Linked DNA regions of Hordeum vulgare: region 2 is linked to region 1. The links are chromatin contacts, called in public Hi-C maps. All regions are on one chromosome and are shown on one strand. Each heading gives the region's core, a stretch centred on a gene start, on an enhancer-like site or on the middle of the called end of the contact. The rest is flanking DNA. Distances are from core to core; before and after follow the strand shown. Region 1 holds the start of LOC123398207 (protein RALF-like 33). Region 2 holds the start of LOC123397952 (5'-adenylylsulfate reductase-like 6).

The links. Hi-C and Micro-C count contacts between places; a contact is called where the count stands out from the background.
Region 2: a contact with region 1 is called in a Hi-C map of seedling, with 5 times the contacts expected there. The contact joins the promoter of LOC123397952 here to the promoter of LOC123398207 in region 1. A contact is called at or near these places in 2 of 6 Hi-C or Micro-C datasets (leaf and seedling) and 1 of 1 datasets of contacts at active chromatin or transcription factors (embryo).

What each region holds. Positions count from the first base shown.
Region 1 is chr5H:116,256,831-116,264,576 of MorexV3_pseudomolecules_assembly, reverse strand. It overlaps LOC123398207 (protein RALF-like 33), which reads left to right and starts at 3,434. Exons shown (of 1, transcript XM_045092706.1): 1 at 3,434-4,280. The coding sequence starts at 3,673. The coding sequence ends at 4,041.
Region 2 is chr5H:116,733,596-116,741,341 of MorexV3_pseudomolecules_assembly, reverse strand. LOC123397952 (5'-adenylylsulfate reductase-like 6) reads right to left here and starts at 5,082. Exons shown (of 4, transcript XM_045092462.1): 1 at 4,801-5,082; 2 at 3,423-3,595; 3 at 3,205-3,329; 4 at 2,069-2,782. The coding sequence starts at 4,998. The coding sequence ends at 2,376. LOC123397951 (polyprotein of EF-Ts, chloroplastic) reads left to right here. Exons shown (of 4, transcript XM_045092461.1): 3 at 317-1,028; 4 at 1,191-2,029. The coding sequence ends at 1,797.

The DNA.
Region 1 (7,746 bases), core at 2,185-4,684:
CTACACACTTAAGGTTCAATGACGCTAGAGTTGTAACGGGAATTGTATGTGGTTACCAAAAGTTGTTTGGAGTCCCGAATGAGATCCCGAACGTCACGAGGAGTTCCAGAATGGTTCGGAGGTAAAGATTTATATATGGGAAGTCCTATTTTCGCCACCGGAAAATGTACGGGATTTTGTGGTATTGTACTGGGAAGGTTCTAGAAGGTTCCGAAGTGGGGCCCACCTGCATGGGGGGACCCATATGAACGTGGGTAGTGGGGGCAAGGCCCCACACCCCTCGTCAAGGCGCACCAAGATCCCTCCTTAGAAGGAATAAGATCATATCGTGAAGGGATAAGATCAAGATCCCTAAAAAGGGGGGATAACAATCGGTGGGGAATGCAAATGATGGGATTTCTTTCCTCCCACCTTTGCCAACGCCCCAATGGACTTGGAGGGCAAGAAACCAGCCCCCTCCACCCCAATATATAACGGGGAGGCACATGGGATCCTCAACCCTTGCCCCTGGCGCAACCCTCCCCCCTTCGTACACCTCCTCCTCCTTCGTAGTGCTTAGTGAAGCCCTGCCACAGAACCACGAGCTTCACCGCCACCACGCCGTCATGCTGCCGGAGCTCTCCCTCAACTTCTATTCCCCTCCTTGTTGGAGCAAGAAGGAGGAGGCGTCCCCTGGCTGTACGTGTGTTGAACGCGGAGGCGCCGTTCGTTCGGCGCTTGGATCGGATCTTTCGCGATTTGAATCGCAGCGAATACGACTCCATCAACCGCGTTCCTTGCAACGCTTTCGCTTCGCGATCTTCAAGGGTATGAAGATGCACTCCCTCTCTCTCGTTGCTAGCTTCTCCTACATTGATCTTGGTGACACGTAGAAAAATTTCGAATTATTACTACGTTCCCCAACAAAGGGCACCGAGGATCTCATGCCCACGAACATGTGGCTCAAGAGGGTTGACCTGCGTGAAGGGTCGCTTTCATGAGCCTGCCTCATTCAAGGGGACGATCTCCGAGGATCGGCCACGAGGAGGGGGGGCGGGGCGGGAGCCGTTGCGCTTCCACCAGCAGATCAAGGACCCCGAAGACCTCGCCATGCTCATCATCCCTCGCAAGTTCGTGCAGGTGATGAACGAGTGGCTGGTCATTATGCGGCTCCTGCGCGTGGTCAGGCTCTCGACAAACAAGTGGTGCGAGTTTTGGGTGTAGGTCCAGAACTTTGAGGGGCACATGATGCTTGGCCGGGGCTGAAACAACTTCTGCCGCCACCACCAGATCGTCCCCAGCGACCTCCTCATTCTACGCATCTCAGGACTCGGCCTGAAGGTCCAAATCTACAACCACGACTCCTCGATCATGTGCAGGTTTCGTTGCAGCAAGCACATCTGAGTTGGTAACATTGAACATGAAATGTAGTTAACTTAGGTGTTAGTGTTGAACTTGTTATGTTGTCTGGCTAGAACTTATGGTACTTATGCTGTGAACTTGTTAATATTTTGGCTAGGAGCGGCACCGTGGCCTGGAGCAGGGAAGGAGGATGCCCCTGTTGTTAAACTAAGTTTGTCGTTGCCGCCATTTCCCTTGCTTGCTTTGTTTAATCTAAGTTGTTTGTTGTTAATCTAAGTAGTTTGCTGTGATTTTCATTGCTTGCTTTGTGTTGATCATGTGGTGGTAAGGACACCATATTTGAATGGGGTGAGCAGAACACAAACATTGTTTGCAACCAAACATCTGAAGTTGGCATCTTCTCACACCCTAAGCACCAAAAGAGCAACCAAACAGCTGAAGTTTGCATCTGCTCACACCCTAAGCACCAAAACGGCAACCAAACAACTGAAGTTTGCATCTGCTCACACCCTAAGCACCAAAACGGCAACCAAACAACTGAAGTTTGCATCTGCTCACACCCTAAGCACCAAAACGGCAACCAAACAGCTGAAGTTTGCATCTGCTCACACCCTAAGCACCAAAACGGCAACCAAACAGCAGGGGGGTAAGGGCCCCTTCATGCGATGCACGCAACCAAACAGGTTGCATTTGCTGCATATGATGAACCAGGCTGACTGGAGATGGGTATGCAACGCAGGTACTCTAGCCGAAAGCAACCAAACACGCCCTATGTGTTTTTGATGACTTCTTTGGTTCACGCTATTTACAAATTGTGAAAATAGAAAAAAAATGTAGGATTTGAAATCTCATAGAAATTTATTTTTTTGCAGGAATATCATAGAATGTTGAATTATACGTGAATTGAGAACACACTGTGTCATAGATGTTGTTTAGTTGAACTATGCGTGAATTTGCCAAGAATTATGCATGAATTTGCCAATCAGATTGTATGCAAGGCAGTCCATATAAAGTTTGTACCATTTGTATGTTCCTACGAACCAAGCACATCACACAGGAAGAATTCCTAACGGGTAGAATCCTACAAAATTCTCATGAATTTTGTTTGTACCAAGGAGGCCCCGAAAGTGCCACTCCATCAAAAAACCTCAGACTTGAAAGTATAGAGATGAGTGAACAAAGTGCACATATCACCGCATAAACAATGCTTTCCCAGGAACAAAACAACCATAGATGCTCTTTCAAAATCTCATCGAGTAGTATTTAATTCGTATGACTTGCGGAAACTGTGACGGAGGGAGTAAGCCGTTTTCCATCGGCAAGTTGACCATTTTGCAATCAAAACGTAGACACCAAGAAGAAATTCCTTGGAGAAAGAAGATAGGAATATGAGAAATAAAGAAAGAATGACCGGCCTCATATTCAATCTGAATTGCAAGAGTGCTGTCGAGGCTAGCACGTAGATGAAAAACTATAGTAGGTCAAGAGAACACATGTAAGCACGTAGCATGTTGAATTGTTGGCATGCCAAAGTTTTGGTGAAAAAGAAAACCACGTAGCATTTCGAAGAGTTGCTGCCTTTGTAAGGTTATATGACGGTCACTGACAAAGGATACCTACGTGGTATGCAAGGGAAGGGACGTGAAAGTTGCACGTTATAGTACACCTTTGTAAAATCCACCGAACAGGATCAGGTTTTGAAGCGAAGGCTATTATTGGTAGCAGCACAATTTTAAACGAAACTTTTTATCATAACACAAAAACCCCTCTTGTATCCACTTGGTGTACTCGTGAAATTCGCGTAATAATACGGCACCATCTAGGAGCAGCAAATTTAGCAAAGCAACGGACAGTGGCCAAACTCCACAGGAAGGCCACCTGAAAAGCTGCCACCGTCCCACGATCCTCCATGTTCCCACAAGGAACCCTTGTCCCATTGTAGATTATACTAGTTGGGTTTAATCATCCAGCAAGGTTTGCGGCGATCATATGCCGCTGTTACGACCACGCGGCTCGTCTCATCCTCCGTTGCCTGCCTGCACATGGCCATAGTCTCTGGCTACACGCTTCATCCTCCTCATCTCATGAGTTGTGTCCAGTTGCACCGCACCGCACCGCAACGCGGCCGCGCTCCTCGTCTTTATTATCTGGCTCGGGGGTTGGGGACCCCTTTCTATTTCACTAGCCCCACCCCCGCCGCTTCCCAACCTCACTTTATCTCGCCCGCCCTCTCCTCTCCGCTCGTCACACCAGGCCAGCTAAGGATTCGCTGTGCGCTCCCCTCCCCCACGCGCATTCATTCCCTCGCCGCCGCCGACTCCGCGCCGCGCCATGGCCGGCGTTAGGAGCCTCGTGCTGCTCCTCCTAGTGCTCGCCGTCGCGGCGCTGTCCGCCTCCGCCACCTCCATCGCCGGCGGGGACCACCTGCAGCTCGGCCTCTTCGCCGGCCCCGGCCGCGGGGAGTGCAGGGGCACCGTGGCCGAGTGCGGCGGGGAGGACGCGGAGGGGGAGCTCGGGTCGGCGTCGGCCGAGGCGCACCGCCGCGTGCTGCAGGGCCGCGGCTACATCAGCTACGGCGCGCTGCGCAGGGGCACCGTCCCATGCAACCGCCGCGGTGCCAGCTACTACAACTGCCGCCCCGGCGCCCAGGCCAACCCCTACCACCGCGGCTGCTCCCGCATCACACGCTGCCGCGGCTAAGCCAAGGAGATCACGTCCTCTCTTCTCAGTTCCAAATAAGCTGCTGCTTCTCGCGCTCTTCTTCGAGCGGTACCTCTAGTATACTACTGCTGCTACTATTTACGTACTGTATTAGTTAATTGCTTTGGTTGCCGCCTCCGCCGCCGTATTGGCCTACTGGGACATTTGTTGCCGTCGTTGTTGTAAAGTAAAAGAGAGATTTGTGCCTTAATATCAAGAGATATTTGTTATTCTTTCAAGTTTGCATGCCCCTCTTCCCTTGATCTTCTTGGAGTAAGATGATGAACTTGAGGTTCTTTGTTGTCTGATTTAAGAAAATACTACTTTGCTTTTGTTGAATGGAGATCAGATTGGTTTCGGAGAAAAATAAATTCAACAACGTCGTTCAGGTGGATCTAGGGCGTAGAACCATCCGCCACCTTCGTGTCTAGAGATCAAGTGCTATCACTAATTTGTATAGATCTTGGCAGGGACGGAGGAGGACTAGCTATTTTGCTCTTTCTCCTAGCACGTCGTTGTTGTTTATTTTTGGGCCGTAGAGGTTGGTTGTTTTTTGGTTTGGTTGGGCAACAGACAAGAGTTAGTGGAGGCCATGTTTGCTCACTGCCTCGCTTGTCCCTCCTGCCTACTTAGTCATAGCATAAATCAATTGATGGTGATAATTAACTTACTTAGTGGAGTACTAGTATTACTCCCTCCTTCACAGTTTAACAGTTTAAAAGGCATGCATGTATATTTAGATTGTTAATTTGACTTATGTAAAATATATTATTTAACATAAAAAATACATCATTAGAAGATAGAAGATCTAAAGTTTTTAATAATATATTTTTTGTTATATATATCGATCAAATTGACGATCTAGGACTTGCGGATGGAGTACTACGAGCGCATCATTTCGCCAAGTATGGGAAAAAAGGACAAGATTGAGTAGATTTTGCAGTGGTCATGAGCTGCGGAATCGAACCATTTCCTTCTCTCAGCTAGCAGTGGGAGATGGCTCGAGGTTGAGCTGGCTTGATCATTGTAGAGAAAGGTTTTTGGAATTGGCGCCTTAAGAGTTAAGAGCAACTCCAACGAGCCGACAGAAAAGTCGGCCCAACGTGTCAAACCCAAACGAAACATGCGTCTGCATGTCTATCTATTTTTAAGTCTGATTTGCATCGGTATGAACACGAGTTGAATGCCCACGAAGTCCGTCTATTCCTTCCCTGGCCTGCTAGTCGGTGGCACACTGGTCATCATCTCCCACTTATATCGACGACAAACCCTTACCCGCCTTCACTGTATCATCGCCGTCGCCCATTTGTCGGTACTGACACACCTCCCCTTAACATCACCGTCTCGTCGTCGGGACTTCTTCAGGCCAGCCAGCTGGTCCAAGGGAGGTGTGTATCATTTTGCCGGCCAGCTCCTTCGACGTCGTCTATAAGCTGTTCATCAGTTTGCATAAAATGGATTCCGCTGATGAGTTCTTTCCTTCGCGACTTGGATGATTCCTTGTTCGATGATGAGGAGGAGATCTTGGTTGCCGTGTTGGTCCATCATCATCTTAATAGCTAGCGGCTGTTGTTCCGTGGCTCGATCCCATGACACCTTTCGGCGTTGAATCCTAACCGATAGAGCGGTCATTTCCTTCTTTAGAATGACTACTTTGACATAACCAACCTGTTGTTCAATCATCAGAAATTTCAACGATGTTTTTGTAGTGCTAGGTATGTTTTTAACCGTATTAGAGAGGGGGTGATCGGATACGATAATTATTTCGAGTGCAAAGAGGACACCCTTTGAAAGATTGGCTTCTCATCTTATCAGAAATGCACTGGAGCCATCCAGATACTTGTGTACGTTCGTATGAGCGAGTCTACATGTCTAGAGTGCATGTGGAGGTTCTGTAAGGCTGTGATTGCTGTGTTTGGCCCTGAATACTTGAGAGAGCCGACTCCTCAAGATATAACCCCGCTTGTTGGCGATGAATGTCAGTAGGGGCTTCTGTGGGATGCTTGACATAATAGACTGCATGCACTGGGAGTGGAAGTACTGCCCTACCGCTTGACAAGGGCAGTACAAGAGCCTTGTCACGGCTTGCACCGTCATACTTGAGGGCGTGGACTTACAAGATCTCTGGATCTGATACTTTTTTTTGACATGGCCGGATCACATAATGATAGCAACATATTTCAACGCTCGCCGGTGTTTGCAAGACTTACGGAAGGCAACAACCCATCAATGAATGTTACCATCAACGGCTACAACTACGACAAAGGATGCTACCTAGATGATGGTATCTATCTTTAGTGGACCACTATTGTGAAGACAATCTCCGACCTTGTCGGAGAGAAGAAGAAAAGATTTGCTCAGGAGCAAGAGAGTGCTAGGAAGGACGTCGAACGTGACTTTGGTATTTTGCAATCTCGATGGAGCATCGTTAGCTACACTGCAAGAACTTGGAGCACCAAGAAGCTGTGGGAGACGATGACAGCTTGTGTGATTATGCATAATATGATCGCAGAAGATACGGGTTCGGAATGTATCTATGATGAACGGTTTCAATTTCAGGATGAGAATGTGTCTAGCAAAATGGACAAGAAAGAGTACAATAGTTAAATGTAAATCTATGCATCTAGTCACATTTTAGTATTTAAAAACATCATAAAATTACTAGCAATTTTTTATAATGTCATGAAATTACTATACATTTATATCTAGACAAACATAAAATAACAAAATGGACAGGAAAGAGTAGATCTATGCATGGATGTTTCAAAACGCACAGGCCTAAAATTACTAGCAAATGGGTTGGTTGAAAGGAATAAATGCCGTGTCCTTGGGGAGATGAACTGGCGATTCTTTTGTCCCTCCCCACCGCGTGTCCTGCGGACTGTTGTTTATCGAGGGGAATAAATGGTGGCCTGCACTGCATGCCTGTCTGCCCAAGATTACCCTAATTAAAAGCCCTGGATTCGTGGAACAGGTGTCTGGTGGTGCAGCAAGTGGCTGTTGACACGTCATCTGTAATTAAACTTAATATAAAACGGACAAGTATTCGCTCGATCTTTTTTACTCCGACGCAGTTAAACTTGGGTGAATTTTCAAAATAGATAAGGTTTAAGACGCGAAAGCAATTACTTCTATTAATTAGTACTAGTATTACTCATGCATGCGTCCTTCCAATTTGCTGCTCACACATCAGTACTACCTTGGTTTCAGAGATTTTTCAAACGTGTCTTCTAAACCGTGACAGAGGGAGTATGTTTGCATATAAGATTTGTGTGAAGTTAAACCTTGTAAAGTTTGATCAACTTCATAGAAAAAAATACCAACATTATGTGAAATCAATATCATGAAATGCATCGTGACTTTAATTTTTATATTGTATAATGAAGCATTGTAGATGTTGATAATTTTAGTATGTAAATATGATCAGGATTGTAGATGTTGATAATTTTATTATGTAAATATGATGAAACTTTATAAAATTTGACTTCAAAAATTTCAAACAATTCTTATATGCAGAGTAAAAAGGACAGGAAAGAGTACAATAGTTAAATGTAAATAAGTACTATATTCATTTCATAATATAGTACATCCACACTTTTTAAGATTTAAGTTTAATCATAAAATTGATTAACATGAATGATTGCGAGAGGGAGCAAAAATTATACCATTGAAGTGAGAGTCGTTCATTTTGATTAAGTTTATGAT
Region 2 (7,746 bases), core at 3,833-6,332, 480 kb before region 1:
TCCTGATGACGTGCAACTATGTCTCGTAAATGCATTTAGAAAGTGATTGCCTGATACAAATTGTGATTTTCAAATATCAATCAGAACTTACTGTAAAATGAGACACCAGTACGTGGTCCTAAAGCTTTTATGGATGCAGTGTAAGTTAACAGGTGCACTAATTCTTCTAATTAACACCTCCATTATTTGCAATTTCATTTTGTTCCTTCTTTTACAAACATACTTGTCCCTGCATTTTCTGCATCACAGTTCACTGCATATTGCACTTTGTTGATGAACTGAAAGATTTTGATGGTTCTTTTCTGCATCTGTGCAGCAACTATTTCTCCTGCTCTTGTCAAGCAGTTACGTGATGCAACTGGAGCAGGCATGATGGACTGCAAAAAGGCTCTTGCTGAATCGAGTGGTGACATTGATAAAGCTCAGGAATTCCTCCGGAAGAAAGGGCTGGCTGCTGCTGACAAGAGGGCTGGAAGAGCCACTGCGGAGGGAAGAATTGGTTCTTACATACATGACAGCAGAATCGGTATCCTTATTGAATTGAACTGTGAGACTGACTTTGTATCACGAGGTGACATCTTTAAGGAGTTGGTCGATGATCTTGCCATGCAAGCTGCTGCTTGCCCTCAAGTAAATTACATTTCCATTGACGATGTCCCTGAGGAGGTTGTGAAGAAGGAGACGGAGTTGGAGATGCAGAGGGAGGACTTGCTCTCGAAGCCTGAGCAGATCCGTGCTAAGATTGTTGAGGGCCGAGTAAAGAAGAGGCTTGGAGAATTTGCCTTGCTTGAGCAACCATTCATCAAGAATGATAAGGTCACAGCCGGTGAATGGGTGAAGCAAACTATTGCTACAATTGGAGAGAACATGAAGGTGAGGAGGTTTGTTCGGTACAACCTGGGAGAAGGGTTGGAGAAAAGAAGCCAGGATTTTGCTGCTGAAGTTGCAGCCCAGACAGCCGCGAAGCCACCACCAGCTGCTCCTGTGAAGGATGACAAGCCCGATGAATCGGCTGAAGCCGCAGAGAAGTAATATTCCTCTCAGAATCTCATGTTGCTCATATGTGCTGTTTATGTTTCTTGGGGTGTGCATAATATGTGCACCAGAATGTTTTTACTGCCTTGGCATTTCTGATTTCAAACTGCATAGATCTTTCAATCTATATACTTATAACATACCTATGTTTCCAGGAAACCAGCTGTGGCAATTTCAGCTGCATTGGTAAAGCAACTCCGAGATGAAACTGGCGCTGGTATGATGGACTGCAAGAAAGCGCTGGCTGAGACTGGGGGTGACCTTCAGGGTGCTCAGGAGTTCCTCAGGAAAAAGGGCCTCTCGTCCGCAGACAAGAAGTCGTCTCGCCTAACCGCTGAAGGCCTGATTGGATCGTACATCCACGACAACCGCATAGGATGCATGATTGAAATCAACTCTGAGACCGACTTCGTGGCTCGCAATGAGAAATTCAAGGAGCTGGTGAATGACCTCGCAATGCAAGTGGTGGCATGCCCGCAGGTCGAATATGTCTCAATGGACGACATACCAGAGAGTATTGTCAGCAAGGAGAAGGAGATTGAGATGCAGAGGGAGGACCTGCAGTCAAAACCCGAGAACATCAGGGAGAAGATCGTGGAAGGGCGGATATCGAAGAGGCTCGGCGTGATGGCCCTCCTGGAGCAGCCCTTCATCAAGGATGACAGCAAGACGGTGAAGGATCTCGTGAAGGAGACGATCGCTGGTCTGGGGGAGAACATCAAGGTACGGAGGTTTGTCAGGTATACCCTCGGCGAAAACTGATAAATGAGACAGTGACCTCCGTCACAATCCCTGACATCAGGAGTTGGGCACATTTTGATTCATCATGATGCATAGCTGTTGCTAGTTTGTACTCAGTTGTACTCGGTTCCATGTATAATTTTGTATCACCTGTTACTATCGTTCCTGGTTCCAAACCACACGCTTTTTTGCACACCTTCAATGTAGATGACAAGAGAGATCAATATATTGTCCATGAAAGGATTACGGCAAATTAAATTGGTATCTGGTTCCATGTTTTAATTCAGAGTTCTTGCTGAAGCCAGAAGACAGATGGTACTATATGGAAACATAGGTCGAAATGTCATACTGCAATTGCAGATTACATGTGAAAAATAGTACAAGGCTTATGCTGTGTGCCCAGTTGCTCAAAACTATGACAATGGGTACTCATGATTAATGTTACAGTGTGATCTACACAGGCTCAGCAGTATCCCTAAGATTTACATGCTACAAACAAGATGTTTCACTACATTTTCATGTGAGTCACAGGAGCTTCCACATCCAGCGCAATTCAAACAGCCCGCATGCTCTCCCGCTCAATGTTAAAGTCCAAACCATCAATCCAACCTAGCAGCTCGGGGAGAAGATTGCCCACCAAGAGACACAGAAGCTAGAGATGATGCCCAGACTCTCGTGTTTATGGCTCCAACCATGAGCCTCCATTTGCTCCACAACTTCCTTACATCCACGGCATGGGGCACACATTCGAGCAGCTGGGTCAATTTGGCAAGCACTCCAAAGTTGGCGTGCCGAAAGTATTGGGTCCACAAGCCTTTGATGCAGGCGAAGAACTTTGGGAAGAAGAACAAAAATATCCTTAGGCAAATAAAGAGGATGCTGAATGCTAGGTAGGGCTCGCTCTTCACTGATTCGCTGACTGAACCATTCCACAGCTTCGCATACTGTGTGCTTCTTCCGGTTGTGTTCCACTTCCGCGGACCAAGATATGCAACTGGTTCTTGTCCTGCATCGAACAGAGTCTCTGTTAAGCCCGAATGAGAGTACCACCACGTACTTCCTATTATTCTATGAATTTAGTAAGATCATCGAAGTGTGACCAGCTAATGATAATGCAGTATCCGATCTAACAACCATACTGGTTAGTTTATAGTAAAATTATGACAATTACATCTGTGCACATTTAACATCCATATAATCGTATTGCCATTTCTCCTCCAGAGAATTGCTGTCGCCATCTTATCCATAGAACTACTATTCCCGTCTTTCGAGTTGTGCCAATAGAGCACAGGCTGCTTGGACAGCAAGATAATTAATATTTCATACTAAAACAGTGGTGTACCACACCACCCATTTATTTGCTAATCACATCAGGATATCAGGTGGGCCACAAATCAGTGAATGCATGATGAACATTGAGAAACCTACCAGTAACAGCAGAGTAAAAGTTGACCAGTGAGTTGAGATCTTTAGCAACAAGAGGCCAGAACGCATATGACTCATGAGCTATTAGTATAGAAGGAAGGCTGCGGACACCATATCTTGATAAAACTCTGCAAATCATAAGGAAGTATTAGTTAAGGCCATCGGTCATATTAATGGGTAAGAAAGGATGAGAGGAACACCACTACGCATAAGGCTCTTACGTTGGCATCACGTTGGACTGTTCTACAGCCAAGTGCTTAATATGTGGATACATTGAGCTAAGATCGTCGAAGATTGGTCTCATTCTATGAGAGAAAGGGCACCATGATGCATAGAAGAGGACAGCAGTGTACTCCTTTCCACCCAATTCTCTGATAAGTTCCTCCCCATTAACCTGCAAAGTTTTTCAAGGTGAGGTTCATATTAAGCCCGACATGGACTAAAGAACTCAGCTTCATAAACAGATGCTTTTGGCAGTCTACGTTGCCAATTATCCGCACTACAGCAAATTGACTAGAGAGCAGAGACTACATGGAACTGCTATGACATAAAACCATCATATTGGACGATCCATACTGAACAAGTAGGCTTAACACATCTTGGTTCTATCAGGTGGGCAGTCCGTTGATACGTTTAAACCACTTAGCCCAGACGGCGCCGTCTCATTGGCAGGCAATCCCTTGAGGCATTTAAACCTCTTAGCACAGTGAACCTTAGAACCATCTCATTAAATTAGTAACCAAGCTCAGTAATAGCAAGAAATAAACATCTCCCTAGCCAGAGCTATCCAAAACCTTAGCATCCCAAACGCTCAATGGTACTCCATGAAGTTTTGGATATTAATCCACTACTACACAAGTATCTTGTACGTTCTAATTCACTACTGCACGAAGTTTTAATTTACTCACAGAATGAACTGCCAAGCACTGGTACCATAAGCACAATAAGTTACAGAAATGAGGACACTGATCCACTCAATGACACCGAAACAACACACGGTATCTAGCTGAATTGCCCCTAAATTGGCATCTTGAAGGCTTGAACCGATGAAAGATGCCAACGCATTCCAAACAAATTTATCTCGAGCGCAATATTTGTGGGAAAAAAATTGATGCAGGATAAGAGCTAGACTAGACACCCAACTGAACCTTCATACTCCCGCGTTGACTAATACCCAATCAGCTCGCACAAAAAAATAATAATGAAACAGAACGGTTTATTTCGCCCCATATGAAATTGCAGGGAAATCGCCTAACCAAATCAAAAGGATAGAACAGAACCCCATCATGATAAACGTCAAGTTTTTGCCCCAAGAATTGCAAAGTGAATTCGCTCAATTTACTTCTGAAACTTGTAAAACAACAAAACAAACTTCTTGGCACCTAAATAGCATCAAGATTAAGGAACTGGACCTTAATTAAATTGTGTGACAGACGAATCGACGGACGAACAGGAATTCACGGGAGAAGAGAGATCAACGAAGAACCGTACGAACGAATCTCCGGATTCATCCACACAATAAATGCGCAGGTACACCCAAAAAAAGCAAACAATCTGTAGCCAACCAAACAGCCCGGAGCTATGGTGGGAGACACGCACCTCCTTGGCCAGCTGTCCCTCCGTCGAGGTGCGGCAGGTTCCCCGGAGCCCCTGGAGGAACGGCGGCGGCCTCTCCTCCGGCCTCGGGCACCGACCAGAGTGTACCGCCGTGAGCGGGTACGCGGACACCTGCAACGGCGCCGGGAGCTGGAGGAGCACGAGGAGGAGGAGAGGGGCGGCGAGGAGGCGGCCGGCCATGGCGAGAGGGGGAGGAGAGGAGTGGGAGGAGGACGCGTCGTGAGATTTCTTGGTTGTTTTTGGAGGTCGAGAAAGAAAGTGTACTGGTAACAAATTTGGAGGGTGTTTCCAGGAAAGAGCAGATTCGGGCTTTCGGAGGGCTGGAATGGAAAGCGTAGTTTAACCCTAACCGCTTTATTTAACTTGTGTTGCTCTTTTTTTCTTTTCTTTTTTTCAACTTGTTGTTTATTCTGCTGCTTGAATTGTTCTTCCAAGCTTTGATGAATTTCCCTCGCATCTTCCCTTCTTTTTCGTTTTCCTTGAGCGATCAATGCTGAGATTATTGATAATGCATTTTGATCCAGAGGGAGCATCGCAAGAAGTATGAACTAGGTGGTTGACTAGTGAAGTGTTGTGGAGCACGCGAGGTGAGAAGTACAAAAAGGACGGGGATGCTTTTACAACATTATTCTCTAAAAATTATCATGAATGCGTAAATTAGGATGAGTCACATGTAAATGTTAACTAAGAAACTCTGATATCTTTGATGTCGCTCCTCGATCTGTGATTTTTTGTAGAATTAGAACCGAACATATGAGTTTGCACGAGCGCACGCGAGGGGGGGGGGGGAGATGATCCTTTGCGGTGCTGCTAGATTGGTTGCTTGTGACTAGTGATTGGAAGATTATATTCTCGCGATGTTCGCTTGCGGATAGAACTTAAGCTAGGATCCAACCATTGTCCTCTCTAGGTGTCCTCTAGGGAGGAGGAGAAGTAGCTTGCGAGGCATTTCTTCATTGAAGATCATTGGTTGGTCCAACCGGTTTTTGTAGAATTGGGCGAAGGCTCGACCCTTGCACCGCTGCAGCCTTTGTGTGATGAGTTGGATGAGTGGCAACCTTGTATCAGTCAGTTGTGGCATCATCTTTGAGGCTGAGCGCGAACGTGGGTAGCAGTCTTAAGCATAGGAAAGAAACCATCGTGCAGAGGTTATGGGCACGACCTTAAGTCATACTTGTCGGACCTTTCATCCGTAGAATGGGCACAAAGGCACAAGATTAAAGACTAACTAACCTTTCCCACCTGTTACGAGGAGTTATACTAGCAACAAAGGGGAGGACAACAATGGATTCTAGAGGGGGATGCGAGCACCACATTTTTTCATGTTATCGCTAATGGGAGGTAATGTATGATTATGGCTCTCCAGATGGGTGACACATTCATCTCTCGGGGTCTCGCGCTCCGGCACCACATCTATGATTTCTACCGCGAGTTCCTAGGGGTCTTGGAGCCAGGAAGGGACCATATCTCACACAGGGGTTGTGTGTGTGTGTGGGGGGGTCGTAGGAGGACAATAGTTTGGTGCCACCCTTATTTCTCACGGAGATCATGAAATCCCTCGAGGAATGTGAGATGGACACGACCCCGCGCCGAGACAGTTTTCCCCTGATTTTCTACAAGAAAATTATAGTCCATGGTGGGTCCCCAAATTTTTAGGTTGATTGATGACTTCATGTAAAGTCTTATCGATATTGAGGGGCTTAACTATGGGGTATAGCATTACCCCCTAAAGTGAATGGGGCTGACAACATTTGGTAGTTTAGGCCATGATGATCCATAAGTATAGGGTATCAATCGTAGTCCTTTTGATAAGCAAGAGTGTCGAACCCAACGAGGAGGAGAAGGAAATGATAAGCAGTTCCAACAAGGTATTCTCTACAAGTGCTATGGGTAATAGTGATAAGTAGTTTTGTAGCAAGATAATTTGTAACAAGTGACAAGTATCAATAGTAACAAGTATGTAGTGAGATAGCGGGATCCTTTTATAGCAAAGGACGGGCATGAAAGTACTCTTATATGAGGCAAGCGCTCCCGAGGACACATGGGAATTTCTGTCTAGTCATGTTCATCATGTTGAATTGATTCATGTTCGTTACTTTGATAATTTGATATGTGGGTGGACCGGTGCTAAGGCGTTGTTCTTACTTGAACAAGCAACCCACTTATGATTACCCTTCTCTGGCAAGAATCCACAACTACGAAAGAAGATTAAGATAAATCTAACCATAGCATGAAACACGTGGTTCCAAATCAGGCCCTCGTGAAGCAACACATAAACTGGGGTTTAAGCTTCTGTCACTCTCGCAACCCATCATCTACTTGTTACTCCTCAATGCCTTCCCTTAGGCCCATAACATGGTGAAGTGTCGTGTAGTCGACGTTCACACAACACCCCTAAGAGAAGCAACAACATACACATCGTCAAAATATCAAACGAATACCAATTTCACATGATTATTTATAACAAGACTTCTCTCATGTCCTCAGGAACAATAGTAACTACTCACACCTCATCAACATGTTCAAGATAAAAGGTATAATAATGGTAATCAAGGATCTGAACATAATATCTTTCACCAAGTAAACCAAGTAGCATCAGTTACAAGATGTAATCAACACTACTAGTAACCCACATGTACCAATTTGAGGTTTTGAGACAAAGATTGAATACAAGAGATGAACTGGGGTTTGGAGATGAGATGGTGCTGGTGAAGATGTTGATGAATATTTATCCTCCCATGAAGGAAGAAGCATTGGTGATGACGATGGCTTCGATTTCCCCCTCCCGACGGGAAGTTTCCCCGGCATAATCTCTCTACCGGAGAACAAAAGGGCCTCTGCCCAGGTTTCCGCCTCGAGATGGCGGCGCTTCGTCCCGAAAGTATCCTTATGATTTTTCTAGGGTAAAACACGCAATATAGGAGAAGA